2 separate regions of the Drosophila melanogaster genome follow, and region 1 is linked to region 2. Evidence: chromatin contacts called from public Hi-C data. All regions are on one chromosome and are shown on one strand. The core of a region is the stretch at or near the end of the contact, and the rest is flanking DNA. Distances in the headings are between cores, read along the strand shown.

The links. A called contact is a pair of places that touch in the nucleus more often than the background predicts.
Region 1: a contact with region 2 is called in a Hi-C map of the Kc167 cell line, with 10 times the contacts expected there. A contact is called at or near these places in 12 of 107 Hi-C or Micro-C datasets (the Kc167 cell line, the ML-DmBG3-c2 cell line, the OSC cell line and 2 more) and 1 of 7 datasets of targeted methods (the Kc167 cell line).

The regions. Positions count from the first base shown.
Region 1 is chr3R:22,623,222-22,630,056 of dm6, forward strand. lncRNA:CR43475 (long non-coding RNA:CR43475) reads left to right here and starts at 5,576. Exons shown (of 1, transcript NR_048466.1): 1 at 5,576-6,078. All of the region lies in intron 2 of loco (locomotion defects), which reads right to left. It also overlaps asRNA:CR43474.
Region 2 is chr3R:22,525,580-22,532,649 of dm6, forward strand. It overlaps CG5346, which reads right to left and starts at 3,084. Exons shown (of 6, transcript NM_142801.2): 1 at 2,817-3,084; 2 at 1,209-1,504. The coding sequence starts at 1,293. CG33099 reads right to left here and starts at 4,993. Exons shown (of 5, transcript NM_176537.2): 1 at 4,789-4,993; 2 at 4,460-4,557; 3 at 3,806-4,408; 4 at 3,601-3,743; 5 at 3,341-3,539. The coding sequence starts at 4,873. The coding sequence ends at 3,473. It overlaps CG33093, which reads right to left and starts at 6,343. Exons shown (of 4, transcript NM_176538.2): 1 at 6,152-6,343; 2 at 5,492-6,097; 3 at 5,292-5,434; 4 at 5,115-5,228. The coding sequence starts at 6,304. The coding sequence ends at 5,162. CG5326 reads right to left here. Exons shown (of 5, transcript NM_142803.3): 5 at 6,595-7,070.

The DNA.
Region 1 (6,835 bases), core at 4,326-6,825, 100 kb after region 2:
AGGAGACTATCATTATCATGGTCAGACGGGCACGATAAACTTTTGAACTCCTCAAATCAACTCATAAATTTGTTTGTGTGACGCATCGTGGGTCTGGTGCCCCTTCGAAAACTATCTTTTCCAATTGTGTATGTTAAGACATTCTGGAGTGGTTCCATGCGAGTTGCTTCGAGTCGGGTTCCCCTATGCTGCTGCTGCTGCTGCTGCTGCTGCTGATGATGATGATGATGATGATGATGGTGGTATGGTGCCCATTCCATCTACTTACTGCACTTGGAGCGCTACGATAATCGCTGCTCAAGCAGACAGACCGGGAATATCTAGTCGCCGCATAGTGGTCATTGTATTTGTGCATTTCCCACCGACTTTTCGTTTAACGACAGCTTTTGTGCGCCATCCCCTTATGGCGAGAGATTAATGAATTCCACTCCTAAACCCATCATTCTATTCAGATCTCGAGTTTCGCAGAAACCATAACTCACTCCCAGCTAAACTCAAAAAAAAAGTATACATGCAACGCAACATTTGTTTTGTCCACTAACGCTGATTGTTAAAGATAAAAGAGAAATTTTCAACATTTCCGGTTGGTTTCAATTTTGCTCTCTCACAGTTCGATCTTAAAAGGGGGAAAGCAATTGTTGTTCATTTTTGTTCATTAATAGAAACCAATTTGTATCGAGATGGGCAAGCTCGTTTATATAATTTGTAAATTGGTTCGACACACGCTACCAATTGTGCAGATTGAGATGGAATGGTTTATGTGTTGTCAAGAGAAAAACTCCTATCAATATTCATACGTATATTTTTACATACACGATATGCAATAAAGTGCAATTTCATCATCTGAGGAAACAATTCTTGTGACGTCATAACTCATATATGTATATGTACATATGTACATATATGTATATATACAATGCAGTAAAGATATGGCTTTATCGCTCTGCTAAGAAGGCGCTTTAAAGTATATGGGTCAAAACTCAAAAAACAGCACTTAAAACTACTTAAGCTGCACTTGAATTTGGTTTTGTTTTTGTTTTTTTTTTTCTTGAAACGGGGCCTGAAATTCCAGAAAACAAGCTGACAGATTCAGATTCAGCGGGCAAAAGCTCAGTGAGGAGCATAAATCAACGCTGATTGCCAAACAATAGGAGACTACTAAAAAGGAGGGGGGGGGGGGGGGTGGGTGGTTGTGTGGAGGCTTTGACGTCGCTAAGTAGGAAGTGAGCAATTTGCCAAAGAAAACAATTAAAATAAATAAACGACGGCTAATTCACAGATTGTCGACTTTGGGCTGCAAAATGCCAAATCGAATGGAAACAGAGACGAGGCAACCGAATTTAGCAACAGTGATTCGTGCAAGAATGGGCAGCAATTAGTGGTCGGACCCACTAAGAAATCCCACAGCAAATATACAAAATACACCGAAAGAAACACGAAAAAACACTTGCAATCTCCATTCCGTTCCGTTCACTGGGCAAAAAAAAAAAAAAAAAAAAGGGAGTGCGGGCCGGATCATATTGCTCCGCTTCAGTGGACACTGACTTGGACATTTTCCGGTGCCGCCATGGTGGGTACGTTCACATCCACATTCCCATTTACATGGCCATCCCTCTCTCTCTCGGGCTGTCTCCACATATTAAACTCATCATTAAACACTGAGAGAATTTTGCAATCAATATAATAACTAGTTACACCTCTAATTCAAACAAAACCATTGCTTGCTTTGTTATAATTAATGTGCTTTGCAAGACATTAGAGTGGCATAATAATTATATAAATGCATGCAATTTTCTCACAGTGCACTTATAGACTCGGTTCAACTCTCCAGCTTGGCTTCATCTTTATATCGCTCTCTCGAAAAACGAGTGCCAAGTCATTGAGCTGAGTTTGCATTTCAACGGCTGAAGACAAACAAAGTCCCACGAGTGAATTATCCGCAATGGCTTTCGGCTCGGGTTACCATACACTCTCCTCGTTGGTGGCTGGCCACAATATAATTTCTCTATACATATGCACACCCGATCCCATTCGCGATCGCCAACTGCAACAACCTGTCGCCTTCTGGGGTGGCACTTAATTAGCAGGGCGTCGGTAATTGGAGTCTGGAGAGCCATTGGATTAACCGCAACGGTCTGCTGGACATGATGGAAAATTGAGATCCATCGAAGAGTTTCTTTGGGGCTTAAAGCCATGCCGTAGTTCGCAATCTTGGAACTACAGACACAGACACTTGAGAATATCACGTAGTCTCGTTCGGGGAACCCACACACTCGTTGTATGTGGCACCCTAGCAGATGTTTCAAGCAAATATCACGCATATCGGTTCATTGGAAATACATTCGGGTAATAATAAACAGGGCGGGCAAATAAGTTATCACGTATGACGAACTGAGTTTTGGGGCTCCCTTTGAAAAAATCAAATATTTGACGATGTCTAGAAGTTCCCCGAAGTGTGCCAGAAATTCTGGGAATTTATGACAAATCATAAGTATTATTTGTACACATACAGCTGCGGTCAAATTAATGGCCCATCCAGATGTCATCAATAAATAGCACATTTTGGGATTGAATACGCGATATACGAATGTATGCGATATCTTTTGAAATATCATGGAAATATCGTATTTATTGAAAAAATTAATGGCTAAATGAACTAAGCTTTGAACTTTTATGAATGTTCTCTAAATTGCCACTAAAACAGGCCTTGTTTGAACTAACTTAATTGGTTATTTCGTGGCCTATGTGGTGGCCTTTAATCTAAAATATAAACATATCATTTATAAGTACATTGAAAATACTTATCCAAATTAGACTTAATAAGAGTACAAAAAGGTAAAGTGGAAATATATTTATGAACCCTATTGTATTCGAGAGTGTACTCCACACTCCCTATAGAGGCAACAATGAAAACGAATCTTATCTGGCGAAAGGCCTGCGTTTCAAAACAAAGCGAAAAGAGGGCGGATTGGGGGTGGCTCATGCGGAGAAAGAGGGGGAGAAAGAAGAAGAGGGATAGAGATAGAGACAGCGAGTCTCGTTAGAATTGCAAATGATCAACTAACCATAGGCGTTGATAAACCAGAACGAACCTTCGGATTCTCTGGATTTCTTAAGCTATTGCGGCTTTGCGGCTGAATTTCTTTAAAATTTTTGCGGTATTCCAGGTGACAAGGTGTGTGTGCTGGTGTGAGTGCGTGGGCAATACAATGGCAGAAAGCGAAAACGTGACGCTTTTGTCAATTGGCTTTTTCTATACTTTCGCACTGGAATTCACAACGCGGCACTGCACTGCACTCTTTGGACTTTATGTAATTGCTTTATTTCACTTCGAAGTACTTGTATCTTTCGGAAAAATGGAAGCCGCGCCGAGAGCCGCGAACCCGTCGATTCAAACGCAAAAGTATCTGTGAAGTTGTCGAGGTTTAACTGGCAGCAATGTTAAGTTTCGAGATTGCAGCAACAGAAATGTTACGAGCTGAATGTTAAGGAGAGTGCAGAGAGAGAGACTGAGTGACAGAGAAAATATTATTAATTAACATTAACTACCTCGATCGATAGGAAGTTATCTATAATTTTAAATAATTGTAAAGTAAAGTGCTAAGATAAAATTGCAAATCGTATATTTTAAATATCTTTTCAGCGAGAGAGAGAGAGAGAGAGAGCGCCAAAGAGAGTGATCTTTTGAACAGCTGCTTTAACAGTTTAGGGGAGGCAACAAAAACTGGATTTCGAAATTCGAATTCGACTGAGCGAGTGTGAGTATGTGTGCATGTGCGCTGCTTACTCATTTTCAATGGGAATGAGAATGCCTTTTGTTGTTTCTTTTAGTTTTTTTGGTGCCTGTTTCGTACGTTGCTCTTTGTTGTTAGTATTGTTATTGCTTTTGCCTATTTGCCTGACACCGGCTGCTGGAAATTGCTTTTGTTGTTTGCTTTGCTGCTTATGAATGAATCGCACACGCACATACAAATACAAGTTTGCACAGCTTGTTGTGGGTGTGCTCGCTCTCTGTCTGTTCCTCTCGCACGCCCCAAGTGACGCACATTTTTGTTGATTTTTCTTAATTAAATGTGGCTTTTTCAGCCTTTTGGCCAATTAATTAAGTTGCTTAGCGCATTTTCGTCGCATTTTACACGGCGTATATGTAATGCCCATTTAAGTATGCAATGCAAGGGGCTTAATGAGGCAAAAACATTTGTAGTTTTGCGAAACACATGCCGACGAGTAAATAAATTGCTCTAAAAATAGTCAAAGCACGCTGGCAAATAAATTAAGCGATCCGATCCCACCCCCTTCCACCATTCCATCCTTCCAGTGGTGTAAACAAAGAAAGTCCCAGACAACATTTGGAATAATTAAAATGCCAAGCAAAGGCAACTGGAATGCGGGCGGCCGCTGCTTTGTTGTTGTGCATTTGGTTGATAAATTAAGCAATTTGCAGATATACAAAAGTGTAGATCAACGAAGGAGGTGAGGAGGGCTCTGAAAAGAACGCGTGGAAGTCGACCCCCCATCAGCGTCCAATTTCCAGATCATGTGAGCACTGGAAAATTATTTTATTTTTCCTTTTCGCCGCGTGTGCGTTTTTTGTCTATAATTTCACAGTTATTTATGATTTGTTTAGCTAAAGGCCAGTGGGCAAAAAAATATAGGGAACTATAATTTCCCCCATTTTACGCACTTCGCACTGGTTTCCATCTGCGTTTTTGTGCGTAAATGAGCCAATTCCAGGCAATCCCATCTGTTCCGTTCCCAAATCCCCAATTGCAACAACAAACATCGTTTTACATTTGTGAATTACAGTGGAGCTTCTATAGGAACATTTTTCAATTTTACAGAAACTGATATTCATTTAAATTTTCAAAGAAACTAAGTTAATTTTGGATAGTTCTGGAAAGTTAGTTGCTGTCTTTTTCCATTGTCAATTGATTCCAATTTCCCAGTTACGGTAGGTTTGCCTGCATCGCTTTTTTGAACAATTGTGCACATTAAATTAAATATCCGGCATGCTGCTTGTTTTTCCTGCTTCTTTTTGTTTGCGTTAATTTTATGGAAGATAATGCGGGTCATATGCGTTCTGTTCAGAAAACTCCAGGCGGAAGATACATATACAATATGTATTTAAAATTTAAGTACAGGAATCGTACGGATATGTGAATGGAATTTTTACAATGCCCACAGACGGCGATTAACGACTACTTTTGTGCGGCCCAAAGTGTGGGCAATGCGATGGGAATATTTACTTAATTTCTTTATTGATCAATGGAAATGGTTTATATCGGCGTGGGCCACTTTCCCACTTGGCAACCGAGGATCCAAGTGATGACCCATGAGCACCATTGAAAAGTGAAATGCGGCACGCGACGCCCATGCAAATGTGATAATTAGAAAGTCATTATGGCTGGCAATCGTTGGCCATCTAATACCAATGGGTGACATCTTCGCTTGAGGTGATACATTGCATACACACATAGAAAAAGTACTTCCTAAAAGGGAAATCTAAGCAGTAAAAGTGAATCTAATCATTTCGAAACACGAACAATTCAGATTATTACCTGTATATTAAAAATTATCAAACGAACTATAATATAAAATCGCATCTACACATCTATTGATTCTACGTCTCGAATTCTCTTCCTAATTCCGAACCCTGAATTTGCGCAGAATTTAATGCTGATCGATTTGTGGCATTACAAACAGCTAATTTATATGGACCAATAAACTATTACTAAATGGCGTAATCCAATTTGGCGTACATCTAGAATGCAACGCAGGGTAAACACCACGAAGCTGACGAGTTCAAAGATCATTCGGGGATCATTCTTGGGCTGGGGTATTCGCTGGAAGCCAGGTGCCGCCATACGGACAACCATCAACGGATTTTACGGACACGCATTAATGGCCATTGATTGACGACGACTCGAGCGTAAATAAACAGCTTCCAGTGAAAAAATTATGAAGAGTTTTTGGCGTAAACAAATTTGGAACTAAAATCATATCGGAACGGAATCGAATCGAATCGAAACGAGGCGAATCACATTGGCGCCAGCTGGCGAAGTACACTCAACAAATTTTAGGGGGCATGTGTTTGAAAATATTTAAATCATATTTAGTTTTTCGTGAAATAAAAATGTATTTTAATTTTCATTTTAAATTTGTATTCTAAAATTTTTAATTATCTATTCAGTCTTGACCTACTACTTGCATTGCCGTCTTATTATTGACGCTTTAGATGATAGATTTTAATAATTTCGTAAATATTGTTGAGTGTACTCCCAGGCGCGATTAATCCCACTTGGGTTGTGAATGGAATCTAGAAGTGACTCACTCGCATGACGTTGGTGGTGTCGCGCAGCGGAGGCGGCTTGCTGAAGTCCATCTGCTGCACTGCATCCGGATCGCTGAGGGATCTGCGCAGCGTGGTCACCGATGCGCGCTTGGAGTGAAAGGAGCCGCGCAGGAAACGAGCAAATTCGCAGGCGGCATTCTTTCCCACACGACAAACTGCCCGTGGAGGCGTGACCTTGAAGCTGGGCAGGAGTGGAGCGTGCATCTCGAAGGAAGAGTCCGGAGAGAGATTGCGGCTATTGGAGCTGCCCGACTGTGAAGTGAGATTGGAGCTGGCCGAGCTGATGCCGTCGTCGTGCTCCTCCTCGTCCTCGGAGCTGGTGGGTACTTCTCCGCCAGATGCAGCCAGTGGACTACAGCCCAGTTGCTCCTCCACCCGATCCCTGGTCACTCTGATCAGCACTGGGGAATCGGCGCGATTATCCTCCATCTCTGGCTCACTGAGTTTTCGGTTGCCACTCCGTCTTTTGGTGGCCGAACTGAA
Region 2 (7,070 bases), core at 1,834-4,333:
TTGATACTCTAATTATCGAGGAGTGTGCCCGACTTGCTGCGATCTATACTGATTTAAGGAGCAATTACTCAAAAAATTACTCATGATTTGTGATACCCAGAAATCGCAGTAAAATAGCAGGCTATAACAACGTGATACTTGGTTTCCCGGCATACGTATGTACATAAGTGTTATATTAAAGTACTTCATAGATTAACTATCTACTTTCAATTAGTTGACGTTGAGCGATAAGTTATACATTCTTCGAAACTTTACAGTCAGACTTCCCCCATCTCGCCCGAAGATCCCATTTGCATTATTCATTTGTTTTCGGATAGAACCGCAGGTGCAGGGATCAGGTGTCCGGTGCACAAGCCGGTAATTACAACAAATTAACTACGACGTAGTTGTAGCACCACGAACGAAATTAAGTAACTGCAATTAGGGGAGCTCGTTTAGTTAGCCCTGAACAATTGGGAATAGTCAGCCGAACAGAACTGTCGATGACTCAGTGACGACTGCACTTAATTGTGCCCTGAGTGCACTGAAAAAACCCCAGACGGTATTCGAAAGATTGCCCATTTCCTGCTACTTAAAGAACCGCAATCTTATCGATAGAACGCGTCATATTATTTAATCAAAAGTGTGAATTCAAAATACATAAATTGGAACATAAAAAACAAAATATAGCTGAATAAAATAAACCTAACTTGTTGTATGTGTTTATGACCCATCATTTTGGGAATCTATGAATCATTAAGTTTCTCACAATTTTACTAGTTGTATTCAAGTTTACGTGTATGTAGATACTTCATAAAGCTTGCACATTAGCTAGTGGACTTCTGCTAAGTTTATACACTACTGAACTATACCAATCTGTGGTTTTATGGCCTATACTTATTTTTGGATTAATATAAAAGCAATATAAACGTATAAGTTGTTTATACAGGTGAGTCTTACTTTTTGATGGCAGTGGAGTGGCCTAATCATTTTCACCTCTACGAGACAAGTCACAGATAAGTGCTATTTTTGAATGGAGGAACTTCCCATTGATGTCAAATTCCCGCCCTTTTCTCTCCGTGTACGAACGCTGGCAGAAATGGCTGCCTAGCAACGAGTTGGAGTGGCGATCAGCGTCATGTTTAATGGGATGTTGTGGTTCCATGGGGGATACCACATATATATAGACATAGCCCCATGAAGGGGGGTAGGGGGAGGTGGGTACTTACCACAGTGGGCGAGATCGATGATCGGAACCACGCTGCGCGAGAGGAGCGTGTCGAGTTTATCGTCGCTGCTCTTTGTTTTTATCATTTTGAGTTGGTGTTTGTGCTTCGAGTGACTTCCAGAGGGTCTTCGACGTCCAAAGTTCTTTGGTTTCTGATTGGGGAGAGCAATCGAACACTCGCCGCACTTGTGCTCGCTATATCTTTATCACAATTCGATGAGGGGGGACTCTGGGTACCGGAGAGGATCCGGGATCCGGAGACGAGGTGCACTTCCAGCGATGGCTGACTAAATGAAACTGAATGGCAGCAGCGCGCAGAATTCGATTATTAGACTGGTTATGCCGACAGCGAAAAAGAAAAACACAAACATTCGTCGAATCGCGCATCCGAGTGTTTCGTATTATTGTTTTTGCTTAAATTTCGTGCTATTTGTTTTTGCAACGGCTATTGTTTTTGTTTGGCTGGCGAGCAAAGGCTTTGGCAGCAGAAATTAGGTGGGCAGCGGGCAGGGGGTCTTTATGTCTTTACGATCCGATACGATCCGCAATGCGAACGGCTGCCTGAGTGATTGGCTTTGGTTGGATTTAGAAGGGCGCGTGGCGGACGAGGGGCGATCGAACAATCGCGACGCGCTTCTTGGGCGGACTAATCGCCGGCTGTTCGGAGCAGGGGTTCCTAACTTCTGGGTTCCGACGCTTATCGCACCTGAATGGCCACAATTTTAGCTCGGTTTACGATTTTATTTTGCAAAAATGAAACTGATTGTGTGCTATGGGTTTGGTATGGCGTGTGTGCATGTGCGTCGCAATTAGATAAAATTTAATCAAATCAAAAATTGTGATAACTAAATTAGCACTTGTCGTTCAGCGCGAAGGGGGTCGGGGGTCTACGTAGAGTGCTTAGTACTCAGTGCCCAGTACACTGGGTACAGTGGATATTCCGGCTTATGGTGAGCAGGGCTCGAAAGGTGAGACTATCTAAAGCCGTCAACAGGTAGCCTCGTCTCGGTTTGCTTTTGCAATATTTGTGATGGCTATTAACGTGGCTCATGTACATGCATACATACATATGTACAAACAATACCCATACAGATGCGGATGCATGTGCGAGATACAGATACTCTGGTTGCGGCGGGCATGTATCTTGTATCTTGTGTCTGATGTCTTGTGTTTTGTGTTTTGTATCTGGCAGATCCCGTTTGCAGTTTAACGGCACTCGGACTCAGGTGTGAGCCCTCCTGCCCGCCTTTTCACCCCCTAAAAATGCAAAATTAAAATCGAAACCAGCTGAGCTGTTGCCAAGCGGCTTTGTTCGGCAAATGCCGGATGAACAAAGTCTGGTCTTTCAGCCAGTCAGTCCGTCCGTCTGCACGGCTTCGTTTTATATCAAGGGGTGGGGTGGGATTGGGTTCGGGGTTTTCAGAGATATAGCCGGGGAATGAGTAAGCATTTGCCTCGCCTTTTTTGCCTTGCAAAAACATTATGCCAACGAGCAGAGGCTCACTAAAAAAAAACTACTGAATTTACTACTCGGAGCGCCTATTCAGCGGAAAGCTGGTGATTTGTACTTCAAAGTTGAAACCGATGAGGGCTTTTTCCATTTGCTTACAGTGAAAACTCGCTTTCTTTTTTCGCACAGGTTTCGCTTTTCATCGAACACCCGACCCGAACGAACAGCAGTTGGCCAACAGTCTAGTTAGTCAATTTTCGTATCGCTTTCTGCTGCTTTTTTTGCACACTTTCCATCATTTTGTAACACACTCCGATCGCGAATTTAACCCAGATACACCTGAACTAGCGCAGAGAGCAACGGCGTCTGTCTCAAAAAAAAACATTTGCGATCCGATCCGCGATCTTCGGTGGATTCGGATCCAGTTCGAAAACGATAGCGCTTTTATCGGCGCTCGGATGGTGGGTACTATCGATATTTCTACAGTCACGCAAATCGTGACATTTCAGCAAGATAGTTTCTACGTAGAATACCGTGTCAAATGTAGATATTTGAAACTATTCAAGTTAATATATTGTAATTATAATTATAAACGGTATAAAGTGAATAACATTTTCAAAACAATTTACCATAATTCGAGTATATAAACCATTGTATGCTGTAGACATTAGACTTGGAAATGTAAATGCTATAATTTATTAAATTCAAACAATTACATTTCATTATTGCTGCTGAAGTTACATTATTGGGTTAAGAATGCTAATGATTTTCATATGGCTAGAGCTGTAATAAACTTTTGCCCCAGATTCGTTGACTTATTGAGATCGCTGACCGTAGGTGTCATTAAACTTTTTCTGTATCAGTTCATAGGCGCTGTATACTCTTGGGGTTTAAAATAAAACCATGTAATATAATATTTACGAATAAATATTAGAATACTCACTTGTCCTCACTCTTTGCCTCCCCTTCACTCAACAGATCGTTGGGAGATATCAAGATCGAGTTATTGGGATGGCAGAAATATGCTATGGAGTGTCTGCCACGGGTTCTTATAAGTTCTTGTTCAGGTATGACGACGCGATGAGGCTAGAAAAGGATATAGATAAGATTAGTCTACCGGAAAGTTCCAGTTTATAGGAATAACCTACCAGGGCGTGGTAACGCTGCTTCGTCCAGATGGACAGAAGTTCCCCGCCGTTTATAAGTATGGCACCAGGTAAATGACCCACCCGTTCCCATTTTTCGCTGCCCGGCAATTGCACCTCCAAGCCACCTTCGGAATCCTGGGCGAGCAGCGTGAAGGTGCCGTAGTCCACATGGGCACCACAACGGATGGCACCCTCGCTCTGGCCCGGCTCATCATCCACAATCGCCGGATAGTAGAGCATCCTGAGGGTGGTCATGTTTAGGTCATCTCCTTCCAACATCTGGGAGTGTTTGTCGATGAAGAAGGACGGCGGAATCTCCAGGGCCACCTCCATGGCCTTCATTATGTACAAAGACATGGCTTTCAAATCCGTGCACAGTGTGGTAATGCCTTCGGCAAATTCTGGCAGTGCCTCCCTTGGAATATTCTGTCCATCCAGTTTGCAAACATTGTAGGCGTGACGCAGTTCTGGAGTACTTCCATCAAATCGCTCCATCCCGGGACTAACATATCCATAATTAACACCGTCCTTTCGTCTGTAACGATCCTGAACCTCTGCTGGCAGATCCAAGAAGTTGTCAAATTGATCCCAAACAGCTTTGATCTAAGATTAAGAAATCATTGAAAATAGCATAGAAAAGAAAATCAAAATTACCTTGTCCTCTGCTATCCCATGGTTAACCAGAAACGCAATTCCCTTTTCGGTGAAAGCCTTGTGGAGTTGCTGACCCACCCGATGGACAAGGGACTTGCCTAGAAAGTGTAAGTAATTATTACAATAAAATGTAAGGAGTTCCTTAGGCTCTTTTTTAATGTGTCGAGAGGGTTTGGATGTTATCAAGGCACGCCTTAAAAAGATTTTAATGGTGCCTGCACAAACCCAAACCAATTTTTACATATGCTGGTACGTATAACTATTATTTTAGGTTTTTCCTTCTAATTAATTTGCATTTATTTTAATAGGCTGGTGACTGGAAAACTTACCACAATGGGCAAGATCGATGATCGGCACAGAACTTCGCGAGACAAGTGTTTCCAACTTGTCCTCTCTTATCTTGCTGTTTATCATTCTTGGTAAATAAGCCCCGCGTAGGTAAATCAAATACAAATAGATTGCTTCTGAAAATTATCTGGAAACTCAGAGCTCCGAAGAGACGATGTGAACACGACAAGCCACTCCGGCAGACTGACCCAAACAAACGCCGGCATTTGCAATAATATTATTGTCTAATCGGTATATACATATCATACAAGTAACCATTGATGTAACATACTTTTGGGTGTAAGGAATATATAGTTGAAAAGTAATTCAGAAAACATGCAATAACTACAATTTATTAAATATTAAAGTATCTTGCTAAGAATAATGATGTGCAAATGCGCCTTTTGCCAGAGCCATAGTTATATCATATGCGTTTTGTATTCTAAAATATAAAACCAAATAAGATGAAGTTAATATATTCGTAGTACTTTAAATCCTGACTTACACGTCACTTGTCGTCTGCTTAGTTGTAATATTTAAATCTTTTGGATTAATCAGTGCAGAGTTATCAGGATGACAGAAATAGGCAATGGAGTGCCGGCCTCGATGGCGAATATCAACCTGATCGGGAATCACTACTCTATGTTGCTGTTAAATTAAATCAAATATGTAATAAGTGATCTTAAGCCATGCTTATAGTCATACCAAAGCGTGGTAGAACTGATCTGTCCAGATAGCCATGGTTTCACCGCAGTTTATGAAGAGTGCTCCTGGCAGATGACCCACTCGCTCCCACTTGTCACTGCCCCGCAGTTTGACCTCCAATCCACCCTCCGAATCCTGAGCCAACAGAGTAAAGGTGCAGTAGTCGGCATGGGCTCCACATCGTATGAAGCTTCTTCCATGATCCTGATCTTCCACGGGCGGGTAAAACAGCATCCGTAGGGTGGTCAGATTAAAGCGATCGTCGGACAGCATAAACGAATGTTTATCCGTGAAGAACGAAGGTGGAGCATCCAATGAAATTGCCAGAGCCTTAAGAATAAACCTACCCAATTCATTGAAGTCATCGACTAAGGAGTTAATGTGCCTGCTAAATCCTGGTAGCTGCTGTTCAGGCAGAAATTTATCCTGCAGCTTGCATATATTGTAAGCATGGCGCAGCTCCGGTGTCCTGCCATCAAATCGCTCCATTCCTGGACTCACGTAACCATGATTTTCGCCATCTGGAGCTTTGCTTCTCTCAAATGCCAATTTAACTTCATCGGTCAGGTCGACAAAGCCATCGAAATACTTCCAAGCTTTTTTAATCTGAGTGATTTTAGATTCAGTTCTTGATGGTCAAAGGTTCATTAAATTGTATACCTTCTCATTTGAAATACCGTGGTTTATTAGCAGAGCATACCCCTTTTCAGATAAAGCCTCTCTCAGATTTGTCGCCACGTCCTCGATGGTATTTTCTAAATCTATTATAGGAACAGCATTTTGCAAGAGCAGAGTCTCAGTTTCTGATTTCATTGTTTAAAAAAGTATCTTATCAAGTGAACTTATTCCAACCTCAAGCAAAATAGGACTGAAGTCAAAACAAAGAATACTATTCTTCAAAGAGATTGTGTGAGAGATTGTAGCAATGGTTAATTTTTCATACTATACTTTTGGGTTATCATTGTAAAGTAAACTCCCGTAGAAACCGTGTCATAAATCAAGAACTATTTTTAACCAACCAAATACCAGCATACAATCAATATGGATTATCAATCCATAGCTATATAGCAGTTATCATACGCAAATAAATACAATCACCACTTACATACATACGAATCGTTTGTTTATTGTTTGCAAATAAAATATACAAAATTACATTTCATCATCGAGTTGGGCATGACAATAATGCGGACAGTTCGGCGCGGTGTTGTCGACAGGCAAAAGTTCAGAGTTCACCGATTTTGGCTCGCCATTCGCCTGCCCTAACTTGTCTTCGACTTTCACAGTCCATAGGATAAAGTCTAATCACTAAACTATAATATTTGGTACTATTACACTATCCCAATACAGTAGGTGCAACAATCTCTTGCCCTCTGCAATGGCGACTGATCCAAACAAGTACAAATGGGGCCGCTTTCCTCGAACTAACAAAATACTACGAAACAAGCTTACGCGACTACAGATTGTATAATATCCATCTTGACCTATGTATACCTAGGGGGAGGATATGGGATGTGGCTTGGGATGGGAGCATGGGAATGTGGGCTGGGATTTGTGGATGGAGGAGGGAAGGATATCA